Regions from separate parts of the Danio rerio genome. Here region 1 is linked to region 2. Evidence: chromatin contacts called from public HiChIP or PLAC-seq data. All regions are on one chromosome and are shown on one strand. The core of a region is the stretch at or near the end of the contact, and the rest is flanking DNA. Distances in the headings are between cores, read along the strand shown. Region 1 holds the start of gtpbp1l (GTP binding protein 1, like). Region 2 holds the start of aox5 (aldehyde oxidase 5).

What was found. HiChIP or PLAC-seq counts read pairs in DNA pulled down with a chosen protein or histone mark.
Region 1: a contact with region 2 is called in an H3K4me3 HiChIP or PLAC-seq map of embryo, with 9 times the contacts expected there. The contact joins the promoter of gtpbp1l here to the promoter of aox5 in region 2. A contact is called at or near these places in 2 of 18 Hi-C or Micro-C datasets (caudal fin and hematopoietic stem cells) and 2 of 4 datasets of contacts at active chromatin or transcription factors (caudal fin and embryo).

The regions. Positions count from the first base shown.
Region 1 is chr22:14,548,307-14,551,758 of GRCz12tu, forward strand. gtpbp1l (GTP binding protein 1, like) reads left to right here and starts at 1,811. Exons shown (of 12, transcript NM_001430984.1): 1 at 1,811-1,847; 2 at 1,933-2,119. The coding sequence starts at 1,952.
Region 2 is chr22:13,814,047-13,817,503 of GRCz12tu, forward strand. aox5 (aldehyde oxidase 5) reads right to left here and starts at 1,341. Exons shown (of 35, transcript NM_001278796.1): 1 at 1,288-1,341; 2 at 265-322. The coding sequence starts at 1,341. bzw1a (basic leucine zipper and W2 domains 1a) reads left to right here and starts at 3,116. Exons shown (of 12, transcript NM_199708.1): 1 at 3,116-3,209.

The DNA of each region.
Region 1 (3,452 bases), core at 561-3,060, 730 kb after region 2:
TAGTGAGGAAAAATAATTATTCAACACGTCACTATTTTACTCTGAAAACCTATTTCTATAGGTGCTGTTGACTTGAAATTTTCACCAGATGTTGATAACAACCAAAGAAATACATATATAAAAAGAAAACAAATGTAATTACAAATTAAGTTAAGTGTAATAAAATGAAATGACACAGGAAAAAAAGGTATTGATCACACGAAGAAAGGGAGGAGTAAAAAGGCAGTGAAAGCCCAGACAGCAGCCTAAATCTCTCAGAAGTTCTTCAGCAACCCTTGGCCCTTTGTCATTGTAAATGAATATTAGCTGCTTCAGTCCAACTCTACATCACCAGGATGATGAAGATGAAACCAGGGTGGACATTTCAGCAAGACAATAATCCAAAGCACAGTCAAGGGAACTCTCTAATGCTTTCAGAGAAAGAAAATTAAGCTGCAGAATGGCCCAGCCAATCACCTGCTCAGAGTCCAATCCAAAATACAAATTAAAGATCAGATTTGATAGACGAGACCCACAGAACCATCAAGACTGAACATCAGAGCAATTTGTGTGACTTCAAACCAGTGCAGTATTTCATATACTTATTTACAAAAATCTATAAGGGATTTGTGTTTGTTAATAACAGTTATATTCCTTGTACTTTTATTTTTGTTATTTCATAATTTGAAATGTATAAACAAAAATATGTATTATTATTATTATTATTATTATTATTATTGCTATATAGACATTGCACTACAAAACATTTAACCATCTATTTATAAAAACAATGACAACAGTACAAATAATTATATTAAAAACATAAACAAATATATACACAAAAATGTACAAAACAACTGAAATATAACATAAACAAAATATGATAGTATATTCTTGCATTATTGTAATGAATTATAATACTACAACTATTAACAATATTAACATATGTAACATGCAAAATAAGGTATTTATAAAGTGAAAATTATTATTATTAAACAACAACGGCTAATACAAACACACACACACACACACACACACACACACACACACACACACACACACACACACACACACACACACACACACACACACAAATAAAACAAAATTATTCAATAGCATCTAAGCAAGGTGCTTGCAATACAAAACACAATGCTGCCACCTTGTGTCCACACTCCTTTTACATAATCCATCATTTATTGAAAACATGAAAAAAATGCCAAAAAATAAAAGAATTTAATGTTTTTTTTTTGTTTTTTTCCCTCACGCAAATGCCTTGATTAATTATGCATATATTGTAATATAATTCCCAGCTGATATTTTATATTTACATACACAAACAATACTTTGGCTATTAAAGAGACTTGTTCAGACTTGCCTCCTGTCTAATTTATGCAATGAGGTAAAATAATTATTACCAAGTAGGCGTGTCTTTCCTATTCTGATGTAAACACTATAACGTTAAGTTGATTTTTTAAGAACATTTTTTTTTCCATTACTTTAATCTCATAAAAAAGTTCGTTTAGGTTTGCCTTTCTGTGTTTTTATTTATTTATTTATTTTTTATTTTTTTACCAAAAAGAAAGTGTATACCAAAGTTAAGACCTGGTTGAGATTGCCATTATTAATTATTCATAAGCAGGCGTCACTATCAGAAAATACATAAGCAGCTTACACTTTATTTAACAATATATGACGTTAGTCGCATAGAGTTAAACTTCAGAAAATAAATTTTAGAAAGTTAAAAACAACAATAAAAGTAAAGTTTTAAACGACTGCTTTCTAAATAATAATGAATTATTCATTAGTAGGCGTGTCAGCCAGAGGCCCCATATTATTCCGCATACAAAAAGTGCATGTAAACTCGACAGGTTAGCGTGGCCAAGTTGTTGGGTCAACAGAAACTTACCAAACTTTTAGGACGCAAACCAAACCCTAACAGTGTATCTTTTCCAGACAGATGCTGAAGCAGCACATGGCGGCGACAGAGTCAAGCCTAAGCCCGGCGGTGGAGTCGGTAGTGCCGGCTTGTATGTTCGCACCTGACCGGGGCTGCGCAGAAGATTCACCCGGCGCAGAGTGCAGCGACGACCGCGACGACCAGAACGGGGAAGCCGAGGACCATTTAGACCTCACCAGCAAGGTTTCTCTTAGGCCTGAGAGCTTCTTTGTGTGCATGAGTCAATATTAAAAGTTTGTATAAAAAAACGTGATTTAAAACACAATGAGAAACTTTTATTTCGGTGTAAATGCCGGTGTGTGAGTGACACGTTGGCTGTGAGTGAACGCCAGCTGGCACTAATTCAACGCGCGGTGCTTATATATGCATAAGAGCGGTATAAATGAAACAATAATACTGTAATGTGGAGGGTTTTTCTGGACAGATGCATTGTTGAAGAGTAAAAGTGCAAAGTTTGGAAAGAAATAAAAGTTTAAAACAGGTCTAGAAGTTTTTTTGGACACTTAAAATCACAGTTTAAAACATAACGTTACAAATATTATTACATTACCTTTATTAAGACTTACATTTGCAATTTGTACTTCATTTTACACACACACACACACACACACACACACACACACACACACACACACATATATATATATATATATATATATATATATATATATATATATATATATATAATAACAAATTCAGATAGCATTTAAACCATTTTATTGCACATTTTTAATAGAAATTGAAGCTAACCAGTCTTCAGTCTAAGGCAGTAAATATTTTATACATCTTTTAAATAATATATATATATATATATTATCAAAAGTGCTTGTGTCGTGTCATTATTTTGCAAATAAATAAAACATATAAATAAAAACATAAATGTAAAAAATATAAAAAGCTGTATTATTCATTACTATATTTAATATTAATTATACAAAATAAAAAATAACAATTTAATATATAGTTACAAAACAGTCATGCTAATCTATTTGTGTTAATTAATAATTATGTTCTCCTTAAAATCTGATTAATTATAACTTGCTCTAAAATTAAAGTAATGCATTTTAGCATTGTTTCACAATTAATTTGATATTTTCCATGACATTTAATGACATGAAACACTTTTTCTTTTACTTGAGTATATTTTTTATTTATTCCAATAAATATAATTTATGTATATACAATGCTTAGCATATATGAGTACATCACCCACAAATCTCTCATCTAAAGTAAAATTTTCTGTAGGAGGCTTTGCAATATTATATTTTGCCAATAATTTAGATTAGTCAGTACTGAAGCCAAATCTGGAGCTTACAATAATGGTTAAAAAATTAGTAGCCCAAATTTATACGTAAGGGAAAAAAATGTTCAAAAATAGCAAAAATCAATAAAAAAATAAATATATATTTATTTTTTGGAATTATCTTTCCATTTCTAAAGATGTTCTGTTTTCTGATGTATCTGTTTTGTTCAAATGCACCAATATATATTACCTATATTCACTGAGAAATAGATA
Region 2 (3,457 bases), core at 91-2,590:
TTTTTAAAAAAATTGACTGTGCAGGCTCAATAAAGTGTTTTCCAGAATCTTTTATCAATACATTATTGGCACGTTTTGAATGCAAGAGAGAAAGCAAAAGAAATTTAATTTAATAGTCCTCCCAATCATTCTATCAAGTAAATTAATTTTTACCATCACTTCTTTAGGGCATCTGCTGAATGTAAAAATATAGTTCATGAAATATTATAGAAATTAAACTTCTCTAAATTTTGAGAAAAGTTGTCATATAAAAAATAACCCTACCTTTCCTTCTGAGGTAAGCCAGTAACATCTCTTCTGGATCAGCATTCTTCTCCACGATCTGTACATACAAACAACAGAAACACAAACTAAATACAATATAGCACAATTTTTTGTTTTAACTGTTGTAACAGATGTATTCAGAATTTTCTATCTGTTAAGAAACCAAAATCACTGTCATGAATATCAATTTTGTTGCTGTTTGACTCAAAACGTTTCTTAAATTATACTTGAATACTTTTTATACTTTAGTACACCAGGTTACGTAAATGTTTATAAATTGATGTTTATATAATGCAAATTTGGTAGCGAGACAACATGAAGTATAAGCTTACACTTTTTAATAGTTGATAAATTATCGTTATAGATTCAGCGTTAACTGGATATGTGAATATTTAACTTGTTTGATTAAAAGTTAAAGGGTTTGGGTATGGGGTTTATTAATGTTAAGAATTACATTATAATTTTGGCATCTTTGGTGGTTTATGTTAGGTTTAGAAATTGTTTTTATCATTGAAGACTTCTCAGAGATACTAAAAATATCAGAATAGATGAACATCAATGATATAAGAGTTTAAGCCTGTATTTGTGTGAGATGAATGAACATGTGTAAAGCATAGAAAATCATTTTCATGGCGTCATCATGAGAGGAATAATGATTCTGCTCGGTGGCCTGCTGACTGTCATGTGCCACAATTCTGATAAGCACGGTTGGACACGCCATTTCCTGTTGGTGAACTTTGGTTATTTATGTTGACTATAAGAATGTGATTCAACTCAAAAATGCACATTTACTCCCTTTAGAAGTCATAATAATAAAATCTGCTTTCTTAGCAGCAAATTGAACTCTAATTTCACATTTATTCATAAACATACATGTAAAGCCACCATGGTATATTAATAATATTATGAACTGTAATCCATTAGCACAATAAAAAGTCAAAGAGACTGCACAATTAAAACGTATTAAATATATCTATTTCTGTAAACATGATTCAAGTAGAAGTATCTGTAATGGAAACATACCTTTTTGCCATTGATGTAGAAGACAAGTTCACTGTTCACAGATAGAGAAGACATGGTGAGATGAGAAGGTTCGCAATGAAGATGCTCCTGGTTTACTGACAATCAGCTGAATGAGCGGTGAAGGGACTGATATCACATGTTAAATGCTTTGCCTTCATTTTCATGGTTAAAATACAGGAATGCGTGAATAAAGTGTTTTTTTCAACTACTGGTAACATAACAGTTCAATAATGCAATATCACATGAATAGCGATGCAATATGGCAGTGCATTGGCAGTGCTGTATTGCATATATAACCACATTGCAGGGCTTTGGGAGTAACATTGCATCTATAAAATAGTTTGATGGCACAAGTGGGTAAACAAAAATTAAAAACGTCTTATGAAAATGTCTTAAAACCCCTTGAGGAACTACTTCGGCTACGAATTTACATGTGAAGTTGACTGTAGGCTATAACTGTTGATCAAAAGTCATTGCTAATTTTGAAAATCTCCTGTTAGGACTTATGAATTATTTTATTGCATTATGTAGAGCAGGGGTGCCCAAACTCAGTCCTAAAGGGCTAGTCTCCTTAGAATTTAGCTTCAACCCCAATTTGAAACACCTGATCCAGCTAACCAAGCTCTAAACTTCCAAGCAGGTGTGTTGAGGCAAGTTGAAGCTAAACTTTGCAGGACACCAGCCCTCCAGGACCAAGTTCGGGCATCCCTGAGAGTATAATGGCTTATTAATAAATAAAACAGGGTGTTGCTCACGTATTATCTTAACACGTAACGTCATAAAACAGCATCAGTCAAACTTTATTTTAAGGTATAATTCTCACTATTATTGAATTATTTTTTATGATTTTTGCTTCAATAAGCTCTTAATTTGCTTCTTGTTATTATGTATTGTTGTGGTAGTTTTAAGTATTAGCTAGGATTATGGATATTAAGAATATAAGGCTAAAGGCTAAAGCCCACTTAACACTGGCCTATAAGTGTCACAGCCAGTGTTATTTTTTGATTTGCCTTTTTTTAGGTGTCTTAAGCTTAAATGAGATTTAAGGAGGAAACAAGGGTGTTTAAACCTCGTGGTATGATTTTCCACCCACCAACACTTATTATTCACTATTATTCAACTAGCCCTAAAGCATACAGTCTTTGAGATAGCATATGGTCCAATTGAATGCATAGGGATATGACATTTCTGCCTCTGAGAGGAGAAAGAATGATGTAAGTGAATGTGTGTTTGTTGGTTCGATGTGTTCATCTATTGGTGTAGAGAACTGAGAACCATTTTGAAGAGCATGGAAGAGAGAGCAGAGATTAGTATTATAATGTATAGGTGGACCTGTACATCATTCAAATATGTTTTCAAATTATATACATAATATTCCCTTTTTTATTCATAAATGACATGGTTAAATCATTATGTCATAGTATTTTATACGTTTATATTTAGTACGTAATCTAGAATGATAATAAACAACGTTTTGTGAGTTAACCTCACAAAAGAAAAAAAAAAAAACTTTATTATAGTTTGCTCTTTGGTGATTGATAAAGAAATCACACCCCGCTTTACAATGGTATGAGTAGATTCGGAATTGCGAATCCCTGTCGGCAGGGAGGGGTGATCTTTTTACCATTTTCCAAATGTGTTTTGACACGAGTATAGTTTTGACTGTTATATGCTGTTTCACATTTTTATTTACGAATAAAAAGTTTTGAATGTACAATTTACGCTATTTCGTTTGTATAAAACATTTTAGCCCCCGCAATTCCCTGTAATAGACTGGTCCATTGTTTTTTGCACAGTTCTTCTTCTGCGCAGGCGCAGCAGTCCCTTACCATCCGGGAGAGTTTGTGTGTCGGGTTCGGACCTGCCATTGTCTTGCTTTGTTCTTGGGTTCAAAAAGCCGTTTTTTATCTGCATTCATTTCGGTAAGACTGTCATACGTTTTATATAAATGTATTAAAAGTGTTCGTCCTAATGTTGAGTTGTTGTAAATCCGTGTTTTTGTAGGATGCCAGTTTTTTTGGACTCACGTTTGTGATCAGCTGTTTAAATCATGATGGCGGAGCTCGCCACATGAAAACGATTAAATATAAACAATAGAATCTTCATTAGCTTCATTTTGACGTCGTATATTTCTCAATTGTTGGCTGTTCGTTCATTTAAATTTGAAATC